2 separate regions of the Mus musculus genome follow, and region 1 is linked to region 2. Evidence: chromatin contacts called from public HiChIP or PLAC-seq data. All regions are on one chromosome and are shown on one strand. Each heading gives the region's core, a stretch centred on a gene start, on an enhancer-like site or on the middle of the called end of the contact. The rest is flanking DNA. Distances are from core to core; before and after follow the strand shown.

Region 1 (4,080 bases), core at 282-2,781, 340 kb after region 2:
TGACCCCTCATACAGATATTCATGCAGGAGAAAAACAATGCACACAAAATAGAAATAAATCAATGTACATAAAATAGAAATAAATAGATTATATATACAAACATATACATATATACATGTGTGTATACACACACACACACACACACACACACACACATATATATATATATAAAAGAGACTTGCTCAAGTTCTGCTTGTAATGCCATCTCTAGTAGCTAGATAATATATAAACAGCAGTGGGAAAATAAAATTTGTTCATTCTTAAAGGGAACCCAGAGTCTTGTGTCTCTTTCTACCATTATTCTTCTTTCCTGTACTTCCCAAGACTGTGCTGGACACAGTAGGTAGTGATGGTGGCGGCGTGGTGGTGATAGTAGTGGCAGCAGACTTAGTCTCTTTTGAATAGTGTCTAGGATCCTCTGATTTCCATTGAAACCCAGGACAAAGAAGCACAGACTCTAGACTGACAACCTAGCTTTGAGAGGCCAAGTTCTCTGTAAAGCTGTATGTCTTGTATAAGGTAAGCTGGTTGCAGAAGCAGACATGGACCATATATTCCCTTACCCTGGAGACCTCTCCCATATCCATACTAAGGACTCCCAGGTAGAGACAGGTTCCCCAGAAATGGAGAGTTCTGAATACCACATACTCATGTGCCCCCAATTTTCTATAGAATGTATGAAGTAGATCATCTCTTAGCACACTTGAGAATTTGGTTGTGTGTGTATGTGTTTGTGTGTGTGTGTGCATGCATGCATACATGCTGTGTGTATGGTTTAAGGATTTATATATGTTATGAGTACAAATGTGTGTACAAGTACACATGTGTATGTGTTTGTATCTGTGTGTATGTTTGTGTGTACAGGTACACATGTGTGCATGCTTGTGTGTGTGTGTTTGTGTGTACAGGTACACCTGTGTGCATGTTTATGTATGTGTGTTTGTGTGCACACATACACATGTGTGTGTTTGTATGTACAGGTACATGTGTGTGTGTGTGCATGTAGATACCAGAGGTCAACCTCAGATGTTATTCCTCAGGACTCTTACTTTTTTTAAGACAGGAACTTACTGATTCTCCTAGATGGACTTCCTGCCTGGGCCTTCCCAGGACTAAAATGATAAGCATAGCATACACAACCATTCCTAGTTTCCATGGGTCCTGGGAATCAAACTCAGGTTCTCATGCTTGTGCATCAAGTACATTACTGACCGAGTCCCAGCCCTGATCATTCATTTTCCATATTTCTTGTTTATCTTTGTCTTCTCTACCCATTACCTTCACTAGAAGACAGGCTTCAGGAGGGCAGGAATGTGTCTATTTCACTGCTATATTCAAAATGCCCAAGACAGCACCTCATATACAGTAGGTTCTCAATAAATATTTACTGAGAGATCAAATGCTAAATGGGAAGAATTAATTGATGCCTTTGTTCCCCAGTTCAGGCTCAGTTTCCTGGCTTGTTGCCTGGATCCTTCTCAAACAAACAGAGAAGGGTGAGGTGTGGCCCCAAGTGCCTAATCTGTCTTCTTTCCGACTGGACCCAGGATGGGACTGTGAGCAGGAGAGGGCAGGGCTCAGCCTGGAGTTCTGACCCTGGCTGAAGCCATGGCCTTTAGAGGTCCTGATCCCTACCTCCCTGCATCCCTGCTGAGCCAGCGACTGAAGGCTGGAGAGAAGACACTGGACCTGGAGTTTGAGATCTTGAGTGTGGGATTTAATGAGGAGGGCCGGTACGCCCTGAGGCTGTCAGCTGAAAACCCACTGCAGGCAGGCTCCAGTGCTGGGGTGCAGTTGCAAGTCAATGATGGGGACCCCCTTCCAGCCTGCTCAGCTGTCACTGAGGTCATTGAGCAGCAGGATCCTGGCCAGAGCCTCACCTTCACCAGGAACAAATTTATCTTCACTCTGCCCAAAGGTACAAAGTGAAGTCAAGGGTTGGGGGGGAAGCAGGATCTTTGGGACTTCTGCCCTAGAGCTGATCAGGACCCTGGGGGACTGCAAGGGACCTGGACAGCCAGAGGCAGAGCTCCAGCCTTAATTCTAAGCTCTGCCTGTGTGACTATGTGGCCTTGGGCAAACGCTGGTCCTGTAAGGTTCCTGCTTCCTTCAGCGTGGCATGGATGCTGAAACTGTTCTCATAGAGGGCAAAGGTGAAGAGGAACTAAAGGGGGATGTGAATTTGATAGAGACAAAGCCCACAGCATGTTTAGACCTAGGCAGTGAACGGTACATGGATGAAGTGATGCTAGAAGCCCCCTGAGTTCCTTCTGATTGTAGGGATAGAGACTGGACAGACATGAATGGATAGAAGATCCTGGTCTTACTTTCTGGGAGCTTCCAGACTGGGTACAAAGAGGCAGGAATTTTAAGTCAAAACTAGCTAAGTAATCTAGAAGATCCAGGCTTAGACAGAGGACTTACCAGACAACAGTCCTGGTGTATATCCCAGGCTAAGGTTAGCCAAACTCTTCCCTGGTGTCAGAACCCAGAACAATTCCATGGGCTATAGGCCTCCTCACTCTGGTGGGGTCACATGAGGCATAGGTAAACCAAAGGAGTCTTGAGTGAGGGCTGAGAGGAGTCAGCCACAAGGGAATTCTTAGCCGAGCTCACTTGGATTCAGTTCAAGTTGCCCCAGGGCCCTGGATGTCCTTCTCACCCCTTGGAGAAGGGAGGGAGATCCTAAAGACCACATTTAAAGCCATGTTCTCCACCCAGGGTTCTGTAAGAATGATGGGCAGAGTGATGCACATCTGCGTGTGGAGGCTCTGAGGCTGGATGGATCCTCAGGACAGGAGGCTCAGAGGGTAGGTGAGGCCATCTTCCCCATTTACCCACGACCAGATGAGCCCCGAATGAACCTCACAGCACAGGATCATGAAGACCTGTACCGCTATTGTGGCAACCTGGCTCTTCTCCGAGCCAGCGAGGACCCCACAGCCCGCCACTGTGGGGGCCTGGCTTACAGTGTGGCCTTCCATGTGCACAGGGACCCTAGGTCCTCTGTCTCAGACTGTCAACTGGAACCCAGCCAACCAGAGCTACAGGTAGGTGCTCCTGGGTCCCAGTTCAGGACACAGCCTTTGATGAAACTGGCTGTCTGCAGCCCTACAGTCCCCAACCTCAATCTCCTACGTTCTCAGCAGACTTCGAGGGAGGCCCTGAGTGACAAGATAGAAGAATCTTATATGAGCCCATTCAGCACTGACAGTGACCAGGAGGGGCTCAGCTGGGAAGCAGGACCCTGGCAGCATCCGGCTCAGGTGAGGGGCACCAGCCCTTCTGTGGGAGGGTTCCCTACTACGTTCTCTCTCATTTAGGCATCACATCCAATTGAGAACTCACAGAGCAAGCAGTAGTTCATTGCACAGATGGAGAAAACACACCTCAGGATTCTAGGTTCCACGAAATGTCAACAGTTACTGGAAACCTCAGGACATACATAGTAGCGTGTGGTACCCAATGCCAGGACAGCCACTAAGTATGGAATGTCACTAGAGCCAATACATTTGGATAAAATATTGGTATTACACACAGTCCTTGACACTGTCATGAAGGCTCTGAAAGGGGTCAGGGTGTAAGCCCAGGACAGGCTTTCTCAGAAGATGTGTCATTTTGAAAGGGCTCTTTGCTTCCTTCCTCACTCATTTACGGGCTCCTCCATCCTGTATTTGTCTTTCAGACTAGGTGAGTGAGGTTTACGGGTAGCAATTTGGAGAAGGTTCCATGGGTGAGGTCTAGTATAAGCTAGCAAAGAGAAGAAGGTGGCTCAGTCAGCGGGCAGCAGAGGGACGAGTTGAGATGGAGCTCAGAGCTTGCTCTCTCTCCCTCCCCCCTCTCCCTCTGCCTTCTCTCTCCCTCCACCCCCCTCTCCCTCTCTCTCTAGCTCCTCCCCGCCCACACACTTTTCTTGCCTGGCACTGAGTAGAGGCAGGGAGGGAAACTGAGTTAGGTCATGGAGAGGTTCAATAGGGAAAGAAGTGGGAGGAGCTGAAGCTATCCTGGCACCGAGCAGAGGGAGGTATTCAATTCTGGAGGCAAAAGGTGAGGTGTGGGAGGGGCCTGTAAGGACAGGA
Region 2 (3,694 bases), core at 784-3,283:
TTCTTGGTAACATATGGTAACCTAGCTGAGGCTCCATGAAGTTGTCAGTAACGGTATGGCTAGACTTGGGAACTTTACAGAGTGGCTAAGGCACTGGAGTGTTCTTGGATTCTTGTTGGTGAGGATAAGGAGGGAGAGCGGAGGTGGTGGGAGAACAGAATGGGGTGCCTGCTTGAAGATGACAAAAGGACTAGGCAAGAGGAAGAGGTTGGGCAGACAAGTGAAGAACATTCTTGTGGGGTCCATTCTGGATTCTGGGTTCTTCCCTGAGGGTGACACAGGGTGCTACACAAACTAGGCGGGTATCTTTCTGCTCCCTGCCTTTCCTGCCTTTCCCTTAGAAATGCCATCATGCTGGGCTCCACAGCAGATCCCTAGGGGGATAAACAAACCTGAGTGCCCAGAGAAGGATTGATAGAGAAGGGCCAGAGATGAGGGTGGGTCTTCTGCTCAGACCTGGTTCTCATGCTGATGACCGGAGCCTGAGCTGGGAGGACCTGAAGGGGAAATTGTCAAACTATCCCTTCATTCCACTGGACTCCTTTCCAAAGGGGCAGCCGGAAGGGCAATCAGGAGGTGTGGAACTTAATACTGTAGCCCATACTCCAGATAGGAAATTTATTTTCTTAATCCTGGGTAAGCTAACACTATCCTCCACATCATAGTTTCCTGATCAGTAAAGTGAGGCTTGAAACCACATCTCAGGATTGTGGCATGAATTTTAAAAAGAGAGCCACACCGAGGATAATGTATGTAAAATTCCTAACATGATGCCTGGCAAGGGGCAGCTCCCAACCACTAGCTGTAATGATGGTTACTATTACTAATCCCGTTGGGCAGTGCTTCTCCACCTTTGAAAACTCTAGGTTCCTTTGTGAGAGGCACACAGGTCTCAAACCCCTGCCTTCTTCCACACAGGATTTAAAAAGAAATAAAGGCTGGAGGGGTGGGGAGACATTTCAAGAACTTACAAGAGAGCTTCCCAAATACAGGGATGGCTCCGGGTGGGCTGGGATGGGGAAGGTGTTCTGGGCTGCATTTCTGAGTGTGGTCCCGAGGCTCGGAGCAACCACTTGGGTAGGACTCCCCTCTTTCCCAGGCTACCCGCAGTGTGTGTTGGATCCCCGCCCAGCCTCGCAGCTCAGGCCGCAGTGACTTTGAGCCAAGAACAGAGGAAGCTCTTTCGAATACAAATACCTTTGGACCCTCAGATCCCAGCCGGCGCGCCATTCTCATGCTAATGAATGGGGCTCCAGTTCAGGTGGTTTTGAAGGGGAAATTGCCAACACAGTTACCCAGCCCAGCCTGCTGCGTTTCTCCTCTGCCAGGACTAAGACCTCGGGGATCATTTTTAGCACGGCCTCCAGTACCAGCACCAGCTCTACCCCAGTGACTCTATAGTTCTGCAAGTCTCATGACTGGCTGGGCTCCATTATTTGGGGTTTATGAACTGAACAGATCCTTCTAAATCAATGTAATAATTCACGTGACAGTGATAGCTGCCATTCACACACCTACTCTCCAGTCAGGGTGTTTGGGAGTGTGCTCAGAGCACTGGGTCCGTCATTGTTCCGTCTGCAGCAGTGAGGCCCAGAAAGTAAGGCAAAGTGCTCCAGACCTTGCCACTGTGGTGCCAGGCTCCAAAGTCAGATGTTGTATAGGGCTACACCTGTAGGACATAGGCCTTGATCATAGGTCACATCACCCTATGATCATCAGTTTGGGGTTTCTGGGCCTGTAAATATTCCCCCACTGAAGCCCCATTTCATTTTTCTGTTGTCTTATCATTGCCCTCTCCCCTTTTATCCAGACCTGGACAATACCTGTTTTAACTCAATGAACTACTCACCCTTCAAGGCCTAAGTCACTTGTACCAGCTCTGCTACATAAAGCTGTCCAAGCAAGCTCTCTTCATTCTGTCTCCACTGTTCAGATCTTTAGGATAGTCCTCAGGTGTGGTCCTGTCCCCTTCTGGGCTGGGAAGTACTTGAGGGAGAGTACCTGCCTAGTTCATCTCCACAATGCCAATGCCTGGCACTGAAGAGGTCAACTCAGGAACTTTGGAAAATTCCATCTCCTCTCCTGGAAGAGAAAGGTCATAGAGGACTTAGGCACCACCCCCTCCGGAAGGGAGGGGCTAATTACATTCCTCAGACAAGGTGGGGGGAGGGAGGAACCAACCATCAGCCACTTGCGGGTATGGGAAGTCCTGAGCACATAGACACATTCTGTGACCATTGGCCACCTATAGACAAGGGAAGTCCTTGCCACCTCATTCCCTAAAGACCAATCAGTTTAAAAGTCGCACTGTTCTGCCAATCACAATGTGCGCAATGGCTGCGGCTCTGAAAACTGTATAAAAACTTACCGAATGGGCTGTGCAGAGTCCTTGTTCTCTCTTCTTCTTGTGCAGGGTGACCCCAGCATGCTGGAACAATAAAATTCCTCTTGTTTTTGCAACGATTCCCGGCTCAGCGTTGTTCACTGTGTGTGTGTTGGGGGCAAAGGTGTGTGTGGGGGGGAAATCTCTCACCAGAGTCTTACATTATTGGGCCTGGTAATCAGCTTCGAGAATGTTTCCAGGATGAGCCATTGACTAAAAGGGATGGTTCCAGTGGAGAAGGCTCTGGGCACTGAAGGGGGCACTGAAGCAAAAGTGTCATGAGCTCTTGGCATCATGAAGCTCCACACCTTGGCTTCACTCTCCCATCTGTGCTGGCAGTGTCTCCTCCAGAGCGTCCTAAGACAGGTCACTTTGTACCTCAGGGCCTTGACTAAGGCCAAGGAAAACTTGACTCAAAAGTGACTTCAGCCTAGATAGGCAGGGTACCAGCATTGCATTTGACACCCGTCTCCTACCAAGGTATGGGGAATGTGGCTGGTGGGTCACTGCCTCCTGCCTTTGGGGGGCTGCGTGGTTTTGGAGAGAGCATGTATACTTCTATTCAAGAGCAGCCAGACCTCTAGGTAATCAGGCTCTAAGCCACATCCCAGCTCAGATCAAAGGCAGCCAGACTATCGTCAGTTCACATGAGTCACACATTAGCCAAGCATCATGGGAGAGTGATCTTCCCCGTGAAGCCTCAGTCACAAATGCCCTGCTCCCCCACCTCTGCTACGAAGCCCAGACATATTAACTAAGCCTGCTTCCTTGAGATGCAAGACCTTCCACCCCCAGACACCTTCAAAAGGAGACATGTTCCTTGGCTGATGAGATGGAAACTCTCTCAGACTCTGTCCCCCAGTGGCATCTGCAGCACTGATAAGGCTCTACCCTACAGGACAGTGTGACTCAGCCTCTCCTCCTCCCTCTCTTCTCTTTCTGCCTAAAATCTAATACTCCTCAGATGACTTCTGAATGGACTTCCCCCTCCACCTTGGCAATGGCTAGGTTGCACACTCTCTCAACTCCTTCTTGAATTTTCCACCCCATCCTGGACTTAGTAGAGACTAGAGAAGAGCCTTGTAGAGACAGTGAGCTAAGCAAGCTCCAGGCTGGGGTACTCCTCTTTTGTTCAGCTCTGACCTGACTCCTGTCCTATAAAAGCCCACCCTGGCTCTGGAGCGGTTATGTGTAGGGTTCTGGGAGGTGGGGGGAGAGGGATACTTATTCAGGAAGTCATGTCCTGGAATTTATCTCCATAGCCTAAGAGGAGGAAGCACTACCCGGCTGGTGGTGCTGGGGTAGGCTGAG

The links. HiChIP or PLAC-seq counts read pairs in DNA pulled down with a chosen protein or histone mark.
Region 1: a FOXA1 HiChIP or PLAC-seq map of pancreatic cancer cells shows a contact between it and region 2. The contact joins the promoter of Ccdc33 here to the promoter of 4930461G14Rik in region 2. A contact is called at or near these places in 3 of 115 datasets of contacts at active chromatin or transcription factors (embryonic stem cells and pancreatic cancer cells) and 1 of 9 other capture datasets (adipose tissue).

What each region holds. Positions count from the first base shown.
Region 1 is chr9:58,116,274-58,120,353 of GRCm38.p6, reverse strand. Ccdc33 (coiled-coil domain containing 33) reads left to right here and starts at 1,531. Exons shown (of 20, transcript NM_001166282.1): 1 at 1,531-1,919; 2 at 2,723-3,051; 3 at 3,151-3,267. The coding sequence starts at 1,610. It also overlaps a transcript of Stra6 not described here.
Region 2 is chr9:58,453,512-58,457,205 of GRCm38.p6, reverse strand. It overlaps 4930461G14Rik (RIKEN cDNA 4930461G14 gene), which reads right to left and starts at 2,033. Exons shown (of 3, transcript NR_040736.1): 1 at 1,850-2,033.